2 separate regions of the Columba livia genome follow, and region 2 is linked to region 1. A link is a contact called in public Hi-C data. All regions are on one chromosome and are shown on one strand. Each heading gives the region's core, a stretch centred on a gene start, on an enhancer-like site or on the middle of the called end of the contact. The rest is flanking DNA. Distances are from core to core; before and after follow the strand shown. Region 1 overlaps ADGRF5 (adhesion G protein-coupled receptor F5). Region 2 holds the start of ADGRF5 (adhesion G protein-coupled receptor F5).

Region 1 (7,564 bases), core at 3,206-5,705:
AAGATCATCTTTAAAAGAAACTACAGGACACAAAGAACCTGTCTAACTGTTGGTCAGGGAAGATGACTTAGGCTACAGAGTCTGTCATATCAGGCAGTAGATAGTCTGGTCCCTTATCTGAGGGAGTATATCCACTAAGGTAGCCAGAAAAACTGAAATTTATATGCTTGGGGATGGTCGTTTAAGGCCAATAGCCTGAGATAGTCAGAAGCAAATTTAACTTGATACACTAGAGGGCATTGGAACACAAGTCTCTACGGTCTGGATGGGAAGGAACTTTTTGCTGCTGAAATGCAGTTTCTTTTTCAGTTCTGATTTTTTTGAGAATTTAATGGAATTCATCCAAAAGATGTGCTAAAAAAGTATGGAAAACACATATTTTTCTGTTCAGTCTGTCTTCATTCATTATATTGTACCATGGTGGGGGAAATTAGGCAGTTTTGTGCAACGTCACCTGTGTCATAAGGTGGCAGAGAAAGAAGGTAAAAGAATCACACCTAAAAAGTTTGATCAAAGACTTTGATCTTGCTTTGTTTATTCCTTATTTACAGAACTGACACAGAAACAAACCAATACCCATCACCTGGGGCAGCTTCCACAGTGTGAACTAGAGTTGGAAGTGTTTTGCTCAGGAAATTTTGTCTGAAAAGGAATTCAGAATTAAGGTCCAAGACTTAACAACTTATTCTCTCTGCTTTATTCTGCTGGATGTGACCGTATAGGATGGAATAAAGAAAGTGAGATGCTTAATATTTAACTGTATCAGTTATTCCTGCCTTCCTTGCAGTTTACTGGGAAAAAGAAGTTTTTCTCACAGTCAGAATAGCACCACATCACAAGCTGTCTCCTCCCAAGCCTTCAGCACATTGTTGGAGGGGACATGCAGAGAGGTCACTATGGGGTCCAATACTGGTTTAACATTTTCGTTCATGATATATAGATAGATAATGATATATAGATTGGAGAGGTGGACCCTCACCAAGTTGGCAAATGATACAAAGCTTGTAGGAATGACTGATAGACCAGGTCATTCAGAGACACCTCAACAGGCTGGAGTAATGGGATGACAGGACTCTTATGAAGTTCAGCAAAGGGAAATGTGGAGTCCTTCTGCCTCGAAGGAGAAACAACCTCATGCACCAGGACATGCTGGGAGTTAAAGGAGTAAAGGCAGAGCCAGCCATTTCTCCTTGGTGCCCAGTAAAAGGACAAGAGGTGGAGGGAATGAAGACAGAGCCAGACTTCTCTCATTTGTGCTCAGTGAAAGGACAAGAAGCTTTGGGAATAAATAGAAATAGAAGAAATCCCACTCAAGAAACATTTTCATTTTGAGCGTGGTCAAACACAGGAAAAGGCTACACAGAGAGATAGTGGAGTCTTGACCCCTAGAGCTACTCAAAACCCAACTGGCCATGGCTCTGAGCTCTAGATGACCATGGTCTGAGTGAGAGCGTGGTACTAGATGATCTCTGGAGGTACTTTCCAACTTCTGCAACTCTGCGATTCTTGTGGAAGCTGGAGGGATTTGAGCCAATGCTACTCCTCTGAGATGACAGTTCATACTTAATAGACTCCTTAGTTGCTTTGAGGCTATGTATCTTTGCAACACACAGGCATGATTTTGACTAAAGATTTAAACCTCTTCCCATTTTCTGCTACCAGCCTAAAGTGGTGGCTGACCTGTCTCCTTGTTTCATGAGTTCAAGTTGCAGTTCCTCCGTCCTTTCTTGCTCATAGCTGAAGGGCATTTTCCCAAAGAATCTCCCTTTGCTTTTCTCTTAGGTTGTGAATAAATAATAACACCCCCGAAATTTTCTGTGTTCTGACATAAAGTTTCAGTTACATTTTGTGGTTTATTTCACGTGGAATTTAGAGCAAATATCGATCAACCTCTTTCTCATTTTTTACCAATCGTAAGTGAAATAATGGCCTTCAAAAAAGGGAGTATATTCATACTTCTGTTGTTAGTGTCTTCAGTTTCTCTGACTAGTTCAAATAAATAATTCATAATATAAAGTGCATTTGACTTAAAAGACACTTGGAGAATATTAGACTGTTCAGCAGTAACAGATGTACGTTCTTAGCTCAAGGTTCTAACCTTTGTTTGCTGAGAACTCCATTTGGATATTGAATTCCTCTTCAGCAGGGCTTCTTGTATCTGTTTGTTAAAAAAAGTAAAAATCCATAAATACAGCAATTGTTTTCAAATTCCAACAGTGTTTTCACAGAATATAAGAAATAGTTTGAATTCCTACCTTCTTGTCCCAGAGAGTCCCAAACACCAAAATGAATAATCCCTAGGAGACAGATAATTACATGAAGTTTGATGACACCAACCTTTTAATTGCATAATTATCTCAAGCAATGTCTGTGTTGATTATTGAAACTCTGAACTCTTTGACAGAAGGCATTTTTCTATCTGTGCCTGACATAATGGACTGCTGATGTGGCAGGACTTCTTCAGGCCTGGCCTGCTTAAACCATGTGTATATCTGGTCTACAAAAGTGACACAGGCAGTTTGCTCGTGCTAAACAGATTTGGAAGAAGACACATTTGTGTATGGAAGACAGGCCTTGTCTCTGCTCCCCAGATAAACTGGCAGGTTCACAATATAAAAGGTAAATGAGTTTGGTCTGAAGCATACACTTTTGAGGTCACTCTTACGAGAGGGAGTAGAGATAAATATTGTGTCCTTAAGAAAACTTATTGTATTGGGATCCTATTGACCACCTAAATATATTGTTGTAAAAATCATGCTGATGGAAAACTCTCAGTCATGTAATTTGTTCAGTTCTTCTCTTTACTATTAGTACCACCCAGCTGTTCTTGGTAACGTTCACGTTGTTTATACTCCATCATTACTTGAACCCACAGGAGCATAGTGTGATGCCTCCAGATGCACTGTAAATGAGACCACACATGCTGAAACTTTCCCACCTGAACATAATAGGGCTATTTTCCTGATTTTCAGGAATGATGATCTTACCAAAGCTACTGGAAAAGTTGGGAGTTATCTTGATATCACCTTTATCTATAAGGCACATCTGTTAACACATCTGAGAATACAAAATACTGCTGAATTCCTGGGATGGGTTTCCCAAATAACCCTTTGGGAATAAGGATGTGCAAGGCAAACCTGAACCTTCACAAGATGTTTTTATTCCCCGCCAAGCATAGCACTGCAAGGGTGTCACTACATTTTAAATGGTCATAGAGGAAACAAAGCCATACGTATGTGTAACTCACCTGCAAAGCATTGAGCAGAGCAAAGAGGATGTGGAAAACTTGATGGCTGTTTTTGATGATGGTGGCAAAGCCAAATCCCCAGGTGAGGCCTAGTAGTGGTGTCAAGATGGCCACACTTTTGCCAATTTGAAACAAAGACTTCCTCTCCTGTCTGCTTGACCGATCCCCAATAGTTGGCCTCAGTATTTTTATTATAACAACTGCAGTGATGAACAAATTCATGGCCACAATGACCAGGGCAGGTATGACGAAGGCCAAGAGAGCTTTGCTGTCCTTCCAGTTTAGCCAGCAGACATCCTTTCTGGTGTAACTGTTACGTGGCAGTGTGACAGCGATGGTGACAACTGCAATGACAAAGGGACACCCATATCCCAGACAGAATGCGACTGCTTTCTGAGTGGTCTTGCTCGTGTCATGTAAGATAAAGACCAGTCTGTAGAAAAGCATGAGGCCCAGGCTGAGCATCCAGAAGAAGACACACAGGTAGAAAAAATGGATGAAGAAGGTGGTCACAAGACAGACATCTCTGCTCATCTGTTGGTTTTGGTTATTGATGGAGGCGGTGACAATGAACCAAACGTCAGCTATCAGGAGTGATATAGCTATGTTGAGTATACAGACATGGCGCATATAGGAGGTTGTGTTGTTTGTCACGTATTTCCAGACTAAGGATTCAATTATAATGCAAACCGCCAAACTCAAGATTGAAATGCCCAGGCCAATGTAGGTAATATAGTCTTCGAAGACCGCCTGGGAGGATTTATCAGGTGACATCAGAATGGAGAATGATGTCAAGTGATTGCAGGAGCAAATGACATAATCTTCTACCTCTGTGGGTGTGCAGCCATGAGTATCCCAGCCCCCTTTATATTTGTTGAGCGTGAAGTTCCAAAAGACACACTGGGGCATCTTCAGAGATGAGTTTTTCTTTGCAAAGGTCATATTAATATCAAACTTCTGGCTTCTGTTGCTGCTCACAGTTGTTGTTAGCAATAAGCCATTCACGTAGTCAGGCTCATTCCGGGGCAAAATATGTCCAAGTCGTGAGTACATCACACTGACAATGGTTGAATTTTGGGTTAGAGTCTGAATTTCAGTTTCATCAATGAGCACATTAGCTGTGAGGTTTTCTGTACTGCGGAAGTTTTTATTATAATCTGTGTTGCTGTTTTCTGTGACAACCATACCTTGTAGCTGAAGGCTGTTTGAGGAGACAGAAGGAATGGTATTATTAACTGCTCGGAGGTGCAGGGAGAAGTTTTCTACTGAAAGCAGTAACAAGGAACTTTTGAGTGTCTCCTCTTTATTCAGGTCTTCCCAAGCTTCAGTTGTGGAATCGGAAACAATAAAGTCCACTGTGGAGAGGAAATTCTGGAACAAGAAGAGAATAATGCTGTTACTGAAATCCCATACAAAAAATTGTTGTTTCTGATGGTAATTTTTGTGTGGTCCTAGAATTGCCTTTTGAAAAAGTCCAGCATTTTTTTGTTTTGCTCAATTCATGTGAAACCTTCAGTTATTAACCCTCTGCATGCTATGTTTTCAAGTTAAGGTTTCCAAAAGTGGAGCTGTGAGTCTTTTTTTTTTACATATTATTTACTATTTTTTTTTTTTCTCCAGCCTTCTTTCCCCTCTTTCTCTGCACTTGTGCTATCTTTGATTTTTCTCTCTCTTCTGTAGGGTTTTCCAGCTACAAACCATCATGTCTCTTTGCACTTTTCTGCTCGGAAGAGCAGCACCCTTCCTCTGTGCCTCACAATCAGTGTTTCCAAGTATTTCTAAGATATGTTTTGCCATTCATTTTCTGTAACATCTAATCGATTTTCCTTGCTTGATGCCCATCATTATTTCAGTGTGTTTGTTTTGTTTTGTTTTGTTTCTTTTCTATTTCTGCTCCTAATCATAGAAACAATGAAAGCTTTTTACCTTTGAAGATAATCTAGTCCAACAGCCCTGCCATGTGCAAGGACATCTAACCTGGCCTTGAACACTTCCAATGATGGGGCATCCACAACTTCTCTGGGTAGCCTGTTCCAGTGTCTCACCACCGTCACGGTGAAGAATTTCTTCCTTGTAGCCAATGGAAATCTACTGTCTTGCAGTTTAAAACAGTTACCCCTTGTCCTGTCACTACAGACCCTGCTAAAATGTCTTTCTTCATCTTTCCTGTAAGCCCCCTTTAAATATTGAAAGGCTGCAATAAGATCTCCCTGGAGCCTTCTCTTCTCCAGGCTGAACAACGCCAACTCTCTCAGACTTTCCCCATAGGAGAGCTGTTCCAGCCTCTGTTCATTTCTATGTCTCCTCTGGCCCCTCTCCAACAGGTCCATGTCTGTCCTGTGCTGGATGCAGGACTCTGGGTGGGGTCCCACGAGAGGGGATTAGAGCAAGAGAATCACCTCTATTGACATTTCTTTCAATGCAGCCCAGGATGCAGTTTGGTTTCTGAGTTACAAATGCACATTGCTGGCTCAAATCCAGTTTTTAACCCATCATTCCTTGTCCTTTCCTCTCACTTAGAATGCTAGAGACATTTATGGGTCCCTGGCAGGTTTCTAGTTGCTAAGCATGGAGCAGTCTCTCTTTCATGCATAGACTCCTTGTCTTCATCACTTCGACTTTTCATAAACTCTTCCATATGTTTACTGTCATTTCATCTAATTCCTTTAATACTTTCCTGTTCCTCACCCTAACTGTGAAAATTCTTCAGGGAGAATGTCATCTCCTGTGACAAAAGGGGGCAAAGTGTTTTATAAGTATAGGTAAGACAGAAGATAAAACCTTACATGAATAGTGAACTCCTCTGCCTCTGCTGGGATAGAGGAGACCATGTTCAGGATGGTAACAATTGCACCAAGGTTTGCAGGAGAACTACTTATTGTGTTCTGCTCCTCCTTTGTCTTTTCCTTAAGCTCTGCAAGGTATGTAGGTAGGTTTGCTTTTGCATCAGGACTGTTGACCAAGGCCTGGAACAGAGGAGAACAGTATATCACATGTGTGCAATTGCCTGGAGCCTGGTACTCATTCACAATGGCTTCCCCTGTACTAGTAAAATAAACAGAACCAGGGTCATTCTAGACACACTGTTAGTGCTCAGCTCTCTGACCCTCCCTAACTGGATATCCAAACTGCCTGTTGAGAGTGGTCTCTCATCTGTGTTGACTCACAGACTAGTCCTGGAAATTCTAGGAGAGAAAATAGTTGGCCTGGACCTGAACTATATGAAGGACCCATCTAGCAAGTTAAGAAAATTACTAATTGAGTAGCTGTACCTCTGCCTAGGACCTTGCTGTGCTTAATCTACTAAAATAAACATAATTAAGTACTTGATGAAAGAAAGGTAATTGTTCTCATCTAACCTCACTGAGAGAAGGGTGACTCTGGATGGTTTGTGGAAGTGAAGAGCATTATGATAGGATACCCAGGCTGAAAACAAAGGTCCAGCACCTATCTGTCAAGAGTAGGTTGTCCCTACTGCCTCGTTGTTAGTGTACTCTGTAGCAACAAGCGTTCCGCAAGGCAATGCCTGAGCATGGTCCAGGGAACACCCCAGGCCAGCGGCTGTTCCACTGGATGCCATGAATAAGGTGATCTTGTCTGGAGCGAGCTTTTGTGTGTATGGACGGTAGCCATGCAGTGTCACGTGCCCTTTGGGCTGGAGAAGGGGACCTAAAATAATCTTAAAGGATAAATTTAATTAAATATTTGATTTTTTAAGGCTTCATATATTTTAGATTCTGTTAAGCAAAAAAAAATACACTTAACAAAAAGTTTTCTTCTCTCCTCCCCTCCTCCCTCAGCCTCTAGAAAACTCATGAACGTTACCTCGGCACCAGTCAGCAGGTTGTTTATTGGTGCAGACAGGCAGTTGTTCCTTTCGATCTTCCATGATTTGTTGGAGCACTTGTAAATTTTATTGCCTCTGGTAAAACCATCTGGATTATTTAAGTCATGGCATGGCTTTATTAATGTGGCTCCTTCTATTCCAATGCCAAAGCTATCTGAGCAGGAAACTTCCATATCTGTATTGAGAAAAAGACACAGAGGTAGAAAACTAAAAAGCAGATAGATGAATAATTTACCCTCATCAAACCTCTGGGCTCCTGAAGTTCAGAGAGCTTTAAACTAATTAGGATTTCAGTTTGCTCTCTTCATTAATTATGACCTTTCAGGGTGTATGTATCTTGCATTCCCAATTTCTCAGAATCATGACATTGAAAAGGAAACTGAATAAAGCTCCTTGTTTTTGAGTACTGAAAAAAATCAGCTAACCAGTACCCAATACAGGGTTAGATTTGTGTGGAGTGGGATTATATT
Region 2 (7,564 bases), core at 2,227-4,726, 38 kb after region 1:
CTAACAAAGTCCACCAGTGCAGCATTATAACATACAAATATAGTACTGTAATTACTAACAACCTGCAGGAACTGCTCTTTCCTGCAAAAAAACACAGAATCATAGAATCATAAACTACCAGGTTGGAAAGGACCACGAGGATCATCACCTAGTCCAACATTTCTTGGCAAAATCACAGCCTAGACAAGATGGCCCAACACCCTGTCCAGCTGAATCTTAAAAGTGTCCAGTGTTATGGAGTCCACCACTTCCTTGTGGAGATAATTCCAATGCTCGTTCTCATAGTGAAAAATTTCCCTCATGTCTGCTTTAACCTGCAAACAGAAGTTTCCTCTCATACCAAAGATTCATCTTTCTTTTCCAACATGAGCTAGAGGCTATATATCCAACTAGATACTTCTCAAAAACCTTTAGTTTGTAAATGTTTTCTGAGAAGTGAATGGATAGTTCTAGGTTTGCTATACATATTCAACCAGAAAAAATAGAAAATTCAAGATGGAAAAAAAATAAAAAATAAAAATCAGAGCTCTTCTCAGACTAAAGTCTGAGATAGCTGATCCTTCACTTTTTCAGTGTTTTCCCCAAATCCTGCAAAGTGTACAGATAGATCCAAGTTTGACTAGGCTTCAGATAATTTAAAGCAACTAATGCATTCAGTTCCACGGGTGGATCATTCCTCCATCAGAGAGAAACGAGCTGTTTCAAATCATCCTTTGCATGCTCTTTCCCACGTTCCCTGTTCCTGCGCACCCACCTTGTGCTTCCATCTCACCCACTTTCCTCACGCAACCACTCCAGCCCATGCCAGGGCCACCACCACAGCCCTCCAGTTTCTCCCAGCACTGGCTCAGCCCTTGTGCAGGATGCTGCTGAGCACAGATAAGGGGAACAAGCTGCTGCTTCGTTACCGCAGGCGGCAGGTGCTGGATCAGATTAGTGATGGGTGGTAACTGCCTATAGGCATGCTGAGCAACACACAAGATCATTTGAGAAATCAGCTCTGCATAACCCTGCAGCTACAGCGAATCAGCTCGTGAAGGGCAGTTGGACCCCTCTTTGAGATGGCAATTCTAAGAGCTTGTTTCATGGAAAACTGCAAAATGTTTTTCTGAAATGAGTTTGATTTTATTGTAGATTCATCCCATTTGATCTTAAAACCCACAATTCTTATCCAAGGTTGAGATTAATTCCAGCAGTGAACCATTTCATTTTCAAGTCCAAGTACATTTCATTCACAATGTGCAAATATAGCCCTAAAGTGAACGATGCCCTCATGGATGATGCAATTCACATCCTAAGTTTTGTTCCTTCTGGAAAACCTCAAATCTCAGCCATGAACGGTGGCAGCAGCAGGGAGGCTTTCTTGATCAAGATGAATGGGTTAAAAAAGGAACTCTAGTAAAGGCTGCACTGGTCTTTTGTGTTTTAACAATGAGAGGAAGCTCTGCCTAGTTTGAGGAATTTCCCACGTCTCCAATTCAGACTTCGGAAAACTGTTTTATTAAGCCTGTCTAAGAGGTGTTAAAAAAATAAAAATAATCAAGGAGATCAGGACAAAGATATCTTCCCAGAGCCTACGCATGTTCTGTTTGTTTGGTTTTTAAACCTGCATCACCGGAGACAAACTCAGAGGAATCTAGGGAAGTTAAATAATGACAAATGCTAAATACAACAGGTTCCTGCTGAGCCGGCTGAGCCATTGCTGAATTTAGTCAAGTGCCACTTCCATGTGGATGCTGAAGATTTGCCCCTAAATTTCCTTATATATCACTTCGTTATGCAATGTTGCCAGACATCACAAGACAGATAAAGTGACAGAAATGGATGAGGAATTTTCTGGGTGAGAGGAAGATCTATGGGTTGAGAAATGCCATTTTTGCCATGCAAGAGCAAGTGATGGAGTGAGGTGAAATGGAGCCTCAGGCTTTCCAGTTCTCAATGCCATTTCCCTTGCCGTTTCCTTGCCTGTTATAAGCTCATTGCCTCCCATAAAAATGTCACTGAAAGCAGAAGTTACAGCTTTCAAACATTTATACCTTTTTCCCCCAAATCTGAAAGCCTCTGATACATGTAGGCGAGCATCACTTTCCTACTGATGCAGAGAGAGAAACAAGGTTGTACAAGGTCACACCACAGCTGTATTATTTTCCGAGTCATGATCCTTTAAGCAACCAGCAGGTTTGCTGCACCAGAGATGTTTGGATGGAGCAGAACTTTTTGGGTTACAGACACCAATGGAGGTGACAGCATCAGAAAGCATCCCCGCATCCCCCTGACACTGAGCAGTGGACAACAGCACTCCAGCATTACACTGTAAAACTGGTTTTCATTCAAGCAGCTTAAAACATAGTTAGAAAAGAATGGAAACAAGATAAATGTGACACTTGAAGACAGTACCTGGCAACGTCTCAGCCTGCAGCCACGCTTGCCCCAAGACTCTCTCCCCTGTCACCGTCACCTAATACGATAATGAAGGGGAATGCAAGAGATTGCTCTTGAAAGAAACAAGCCCATAGTTTTATACAGCTGACAAAAATACAATGCCTGCTATCTGCATTGCAAATCCCAGATGCCGTAAGCATAAAACTAAGTGAAAAAATCCAAATGCTACTGCCGTTGATTGTTTTTTTCCCGGAAACTATGCAGTATGCCTTAGGAGGTAATAAATGCAGTCCAGATTAGTACTGTATTTCCATGCACATCCCTCTTTACCTCTGCAGCCCTGAGTTTAAACTAGAGTAATCATAACCTCTATTAAACTTCTCTAGCCAAGCTAACAAACAGTAGCACTTCGCCAGAAACTTGAATGGTTTAATTCATACCTTGAAAAGCCAAAAGCATCCTACAGAAACCCGTCAACGCATCACCAGAAAAGGAAACATGCGCTGATTGCATTTTTCCCAGCAGAAACCTGCAGCAAGTTTACTGGTCATGCAAAGCTTTCACTGCAATGTCCAATTCTGACCCTGGAAATCCCTTCAAGCCACCTTCACCCGCCCCAAACTGTTCAACCACGCAAGGAGACCGATGCTGCATTTCACACACATCATCCATACCTGTAGGACAACAAGTGATCCTCATGTCCAAGTCTTTTCCGAACTTGTCCTTCTGTGCTGGGAAGGAAACTTCCCATCCAAGTGTCAACTCCTGCCTCAGTCTCTGCCCTTTGTTTTCCCAAGAGCTCCAGACACACCTGCTTTTCCGTGTGTGCTGTTGGTTGTTGGGCTTGGGGGGTTGTTTGTTTTTTTGTTTTGCGTTTCTTTCTGGAACAAATTAAACAGCCTGTGAGCAATTCTCTGTAAGGGAGAGAACCTTTTGGCTTGTGGTGATTTAATCAAGCAAGCCCTGTGACCTCCCTTTCCTGCGATCAGTGGGAACCGATCCCTTCTCCACCAGCACGGGGTGGAGTTGCAGCTGAAAAACATAAGCCTGAAAACGCTGTGCTGGATGGGCAGGGCTGATCTTCCTTCTCCGTTTGTTGTGTCAGAGAACACGGTGATTCCTGCTGGTCCGAAACACAGAGATGACCTCTGGCCAGGAAGGAACCTGAGAAATATTTTCTAAGCAATTTCCTGCCGTTGAGGGGGGAAGTGGATGCAAGGGACGCTTGGGCGGGGGTGCTCACAGAGTTGCTGGAGAGTGTAACTTCAAGATGAGGAAAACACTTTTTTGGTGATCAGGGGTGTGAAAGTAAAATAAATTACTTTGTTTTTCTAGGGTGAGCTGTTCTAAGAGCCTCCTCAGTTGTCACTCTGCACAGTGATCTGGAGTCTAAATTGTTCAGGTGCTTCTCAGACTTTCAACCATGGTGCCTTTCATGCTGAAAGGTGCTGAAGTCTTCTTCAAATTAATATAGGAGAGCCTTTCCACACGGAACTCTTGTTCAGCAACACCCCAGTGATAAAGCTGTGGCACAAAGGCTCCTTTTCAAGGTGCCAAAGGTTCATTCATCCAGAAGGACAGGTACCCCTGGAATAACCCCCAAACTGTGCTGTGTGGGTCCGGCTACCTAACTCTGGGCATCCCAGAGGGGGAATTGGACGTGAGCCGGCAATGTGCACTTGCAGCCCAGAAGGCCAATTGTATTTTGGACTGCATCAAAAGAACCATGGCCAGTAAGTTGAGGGAGGTGATTCTGCCCCTCTGTTCCGCTGTGGTGAGACCCCACCTGCAGTTTTGCAGCTCTGGAGCCCTCAGCACAGGACACACATGGACCTGTTGGAGAGGGGCCAGAAGAGCCGCAGAAATGATCTGAGGCTGGAACAGCTCTGCTGGGAGGACAGGCTGAGAGAGTTGGGGTGTTCAGCCTGGAGAAGAGAAGGTTCCAGGGAGAACTTATCGTGACCTTTCCATACTTAAAAGGGGTCGATAAGAAAGATGGAGACAGATGTTTTAGCAGGGCCTGTTGTGAAAGGACATGGGGTGATGGTTTTAAACTAAAGGAGGGGAGATTCAGGCCAGACATGAGGAAGAAATTTTTTACACTGAGGGTGGTGAAACACTGGCTCAGGTTGCCCAGAGAGGTGGTGGATGTCCCATCCCTGGAGACATCCTATACCAGGCTGTAGGGGGCTCTGAGCAACCTGATCTGGGTGAAGATGTCCCTGCTCATGGCAGGAGTTGGAGTGGATGAGCTTTGAGGGTCCTTTCCAACCCAAACTGTTCCATGATTCTATGGTTTTCATGACCTAACCAAAGGACCACACCCCAGGAAGGTGGGGATGGCTCCCCAAGGCTCAGTCATGGTTATGGACACTATAGTGGCCTCCTTGCTTTTGTCTCTCCTGCCTTTGCACCACCTCTGATCTTCTTTCAAACTAACACATTACAGCACTGTGGTCCTACATCAACCCAGGAGATGGCACAGGGTATATGTCACCTATTATAAGTGTTGCTTTGTGAGGGTATCAGCTTTTCCGTCTTGACTTTGGATGTAGCTGAGAACAGCTCGTGTCTCTATTTCAGGGTCTGAACAGGGTGTATCTGGACCATTCTTCTGAGGATGTCTTAAGATGGAAAATTGTGTATAGGGTTCAAGATCCCCACCTAAGAGCATCCTTCTTTCTGGACACATCAGGAATTTATTTAAGTAGCTTGATATCTCTACTCAGGATCACTTTTTAGTTACTCTATCATGATCCAGTTCATACTATAAAAGCAAAAAGGGACATTTGGACATTTCACTACTGAATACACCTCACTCTTGTGCTCACTGACATACACCTTTTTTCGCACAGAGAGGGAAAGAGACAGAGCTGTATACCACATCCTCATGTTCTTTTAATTAATGAGTGTGATCTGTATTTCCTTGTATTTAACAGCAACCTCTAAATCTAACAGCACTAACTTCCTTTCAGTGGGTTTTTCAGTTTCATTTTTTTTTGTCTGGCTGGAGCTGGAATTTTTATTCCAATTTATTTCCTTCTGCTGACTGGGATGAGCAAAATATGACAGTTGGGACATTTAGGAAAGAAAATGCTGCTGAGATTCTTTGATTAGAGTGACAGAATGATTATTTCTCTTAAGTGGAGCACCTAAGGGATTATTTTTTAAAGTATATAGAAAGTGCTTGTGGTACGTTTATTGTTCATTCTTGTTTTTCTGACTTTTATTGGTGTTGCTGATGGGTTTTGTGTTGGGTGGAAGGTGGTTTCCACCCCCACACTAGTTTCCAAGGTTTCCGAATTGTTCCTGTTCGTCATCAAGATAAGTTTGAAATCTTCAAGAAAGCCTGAGGCAGATTTTACTGTCACATCTGGGAAATGGAGAGAAATTAGTATTCTAGAGAACAGTTAAATAAATGTCTAAAATAGCTTAGAAGAAAGTATCAAAATCGACTTGGACCAGAAATGCCCATACTGCCTGTTGACTAACAGGAGTGTCAAAGACCATCTCAGGAGCAATATCTACATTGCTGGCATTTCCAGTGAAGTGAGATGAATACCACTCTTTGTGGAAAGACCTCGCTGCAATCAATGTGTCGTTATATTATGCAAAACTGAATGATTCTCTGGACTTCAAGATAAGAGCTGACATGCATGGTTTAGCATCATCAAACAACAATTCAATTTGCCAAAATGCAGACTGGTGCTCAGGCTGGGCATACACATTTTGAAGGGAATGAGGAAAGCCTGAACTTCTAATATTTGAGTAGGTATGAATAAATGCAAAGTATGGCTAGGTTTGACTTAATCTGGTTTAGAGGTTAGGAAAGGCTTGCAGGGCCTCAGGAGAGCTTTTATCTATCTATCTATCTATCTATCTATCTATCTATCTATCTATCTATCTATCTCCTGTGCTCTGTCTTTGCATGGCAAAGCTTATTCAGTTTGCACAGCACAGAGCACTATGGGGCTCTGAAGTTGGCGGGGGCCTCTCAGTACAACTATAACAAATCTAAATCGTTAAATGCCACAGGTCACTAGAAGGAGGATATATCAGGTCCCGTTATCAAGGAATGTCATGACCATCAAGTGAGCTGCAATGCTCTGATGTGCACAGGGACAGCAAAGGGATATTTCAGTTGTCCTGGTGATGCAGGCAGAGAGCAAAGAATTAACCTTTTCTCATATCAGGGGCAGCAAATCCTGATTCACTTTGCTCTAATGTGCTGAGAAGGAAGGAAGTAATGAAATGTCTCATTATACATCTGACTTGAGTAATATATTTAGAACTGACAGTAGTGCTGAAAGGCTGGATGGTTTCATATCAAAAGGAGTGATGTGCTCTGGACTGTCTCACTGCAGCCAGTGGTCAACTGAAAATATTCATCTGCATGAATAAGGTTCCTGAAGATTACTTTTTCCTAGAAACACCAGGAATTTGTTGCAGTGATTACAATTAATCTGGGTATTTGGAGAGCTTCAGTTGTACACTGCCATGGCCCAACTTTGTGGGTTTATTTTAGGTTTAAGTGTCTTGGGTTTATAATACGGGGTTTTTTTTCAGGCTAATTGCCACACTTGTATGAATTTCCTCATAGGAGAATGATGACTACAATAATGTGTAATGTCATCATTGTGTTGAGAAGTCACAAAACGCTAAATGGCTATTTAATCTTATAGAGAAAGGAAAAGAAAAAGCAAATGTGGGAAGCTAAAGATGGACAAATTGAATTTAAAAGCAAAGGTCCACATTTTTAATAATCTCAACAATCAACCATCCATCCAAATTTCCGTGCTATTCACTAATACTTGACACATTCACATCACAGCTGGCTGCTTTCCTACATTAGATGCCTCATTTTTCTTCATTTTTGCGCTTAGATAGAGATACAACTATTTGACATCCCTAATATAAGACCTACTCTTTCAGCTTTTAGATTTGCTTGAGCCCTTTTATTATTAAATTAGGCATCTGGGTGCTCTGGTGGACTGTGGTTTTAATGACACATTTTGCCTGGGGTTATATAAAGCTTCGTGTGCTAAAAGCAGTATCGACAGTAGGAAGCCAAGGGCCTTCACAGCTGATAGGAAATACCACTGGACAGACCCAGGCCAAGGTAGCAACTTCTGCAGAACGATGGAGAACTCATTGAACTCTTGTGAAAACCAATAGGGGAAGT

Evidence for each region. Hi-C and Micro-C count contacts between places; a contact is called where the count stands out from the background.
Region 2: a Hi-C map of liver shows a contact between it and region 1, with 1.9 times the contacts expected there. The contact joins the promoter of ADGRF5 here to the enhancer-like site in region 1. A contact is called at or near these places in 2 of 2 Hi-C or Micro-C datasets (crop and liver).

The regions. Positions count from the first base shown.
Region 1 is chr3:7,008,561-7,016,124 of bColLiv1.pat.W.v2, forward strand. It overlaps ADGRF5 (adhesion G protein-coupled receptor F5), which reads right to left. Exons shown (of 24, transcript XM_065055728.1): 18 at 7,073-7,269; 19 at 6,034-6,213; 20 at 3,248-4,618; 21 at 2,256-2,297; 22 at 2,099-2,158. Among named protein-coding and RNA genes, the nearest start is that of MEP1A, 34 kb to the left of the region's middle. Within about 2 kb of position 4,456, at least 1 of the 3 cell types and tissues checked has an H3K27ac peak away from gene starts, as active enhancers do.
Region 2 is chr3:7,047,163-7,054,726 of bColLiv1.pat.W.v2, forward strand. ADGRF5 (adhesion G protein-coupled receptor F5) reads right to left here and starts at 3,477. Exons shown (of 24, transcript XM_065055728.1): 1 at 3,057-3,477; 2 at 2,398-2,458.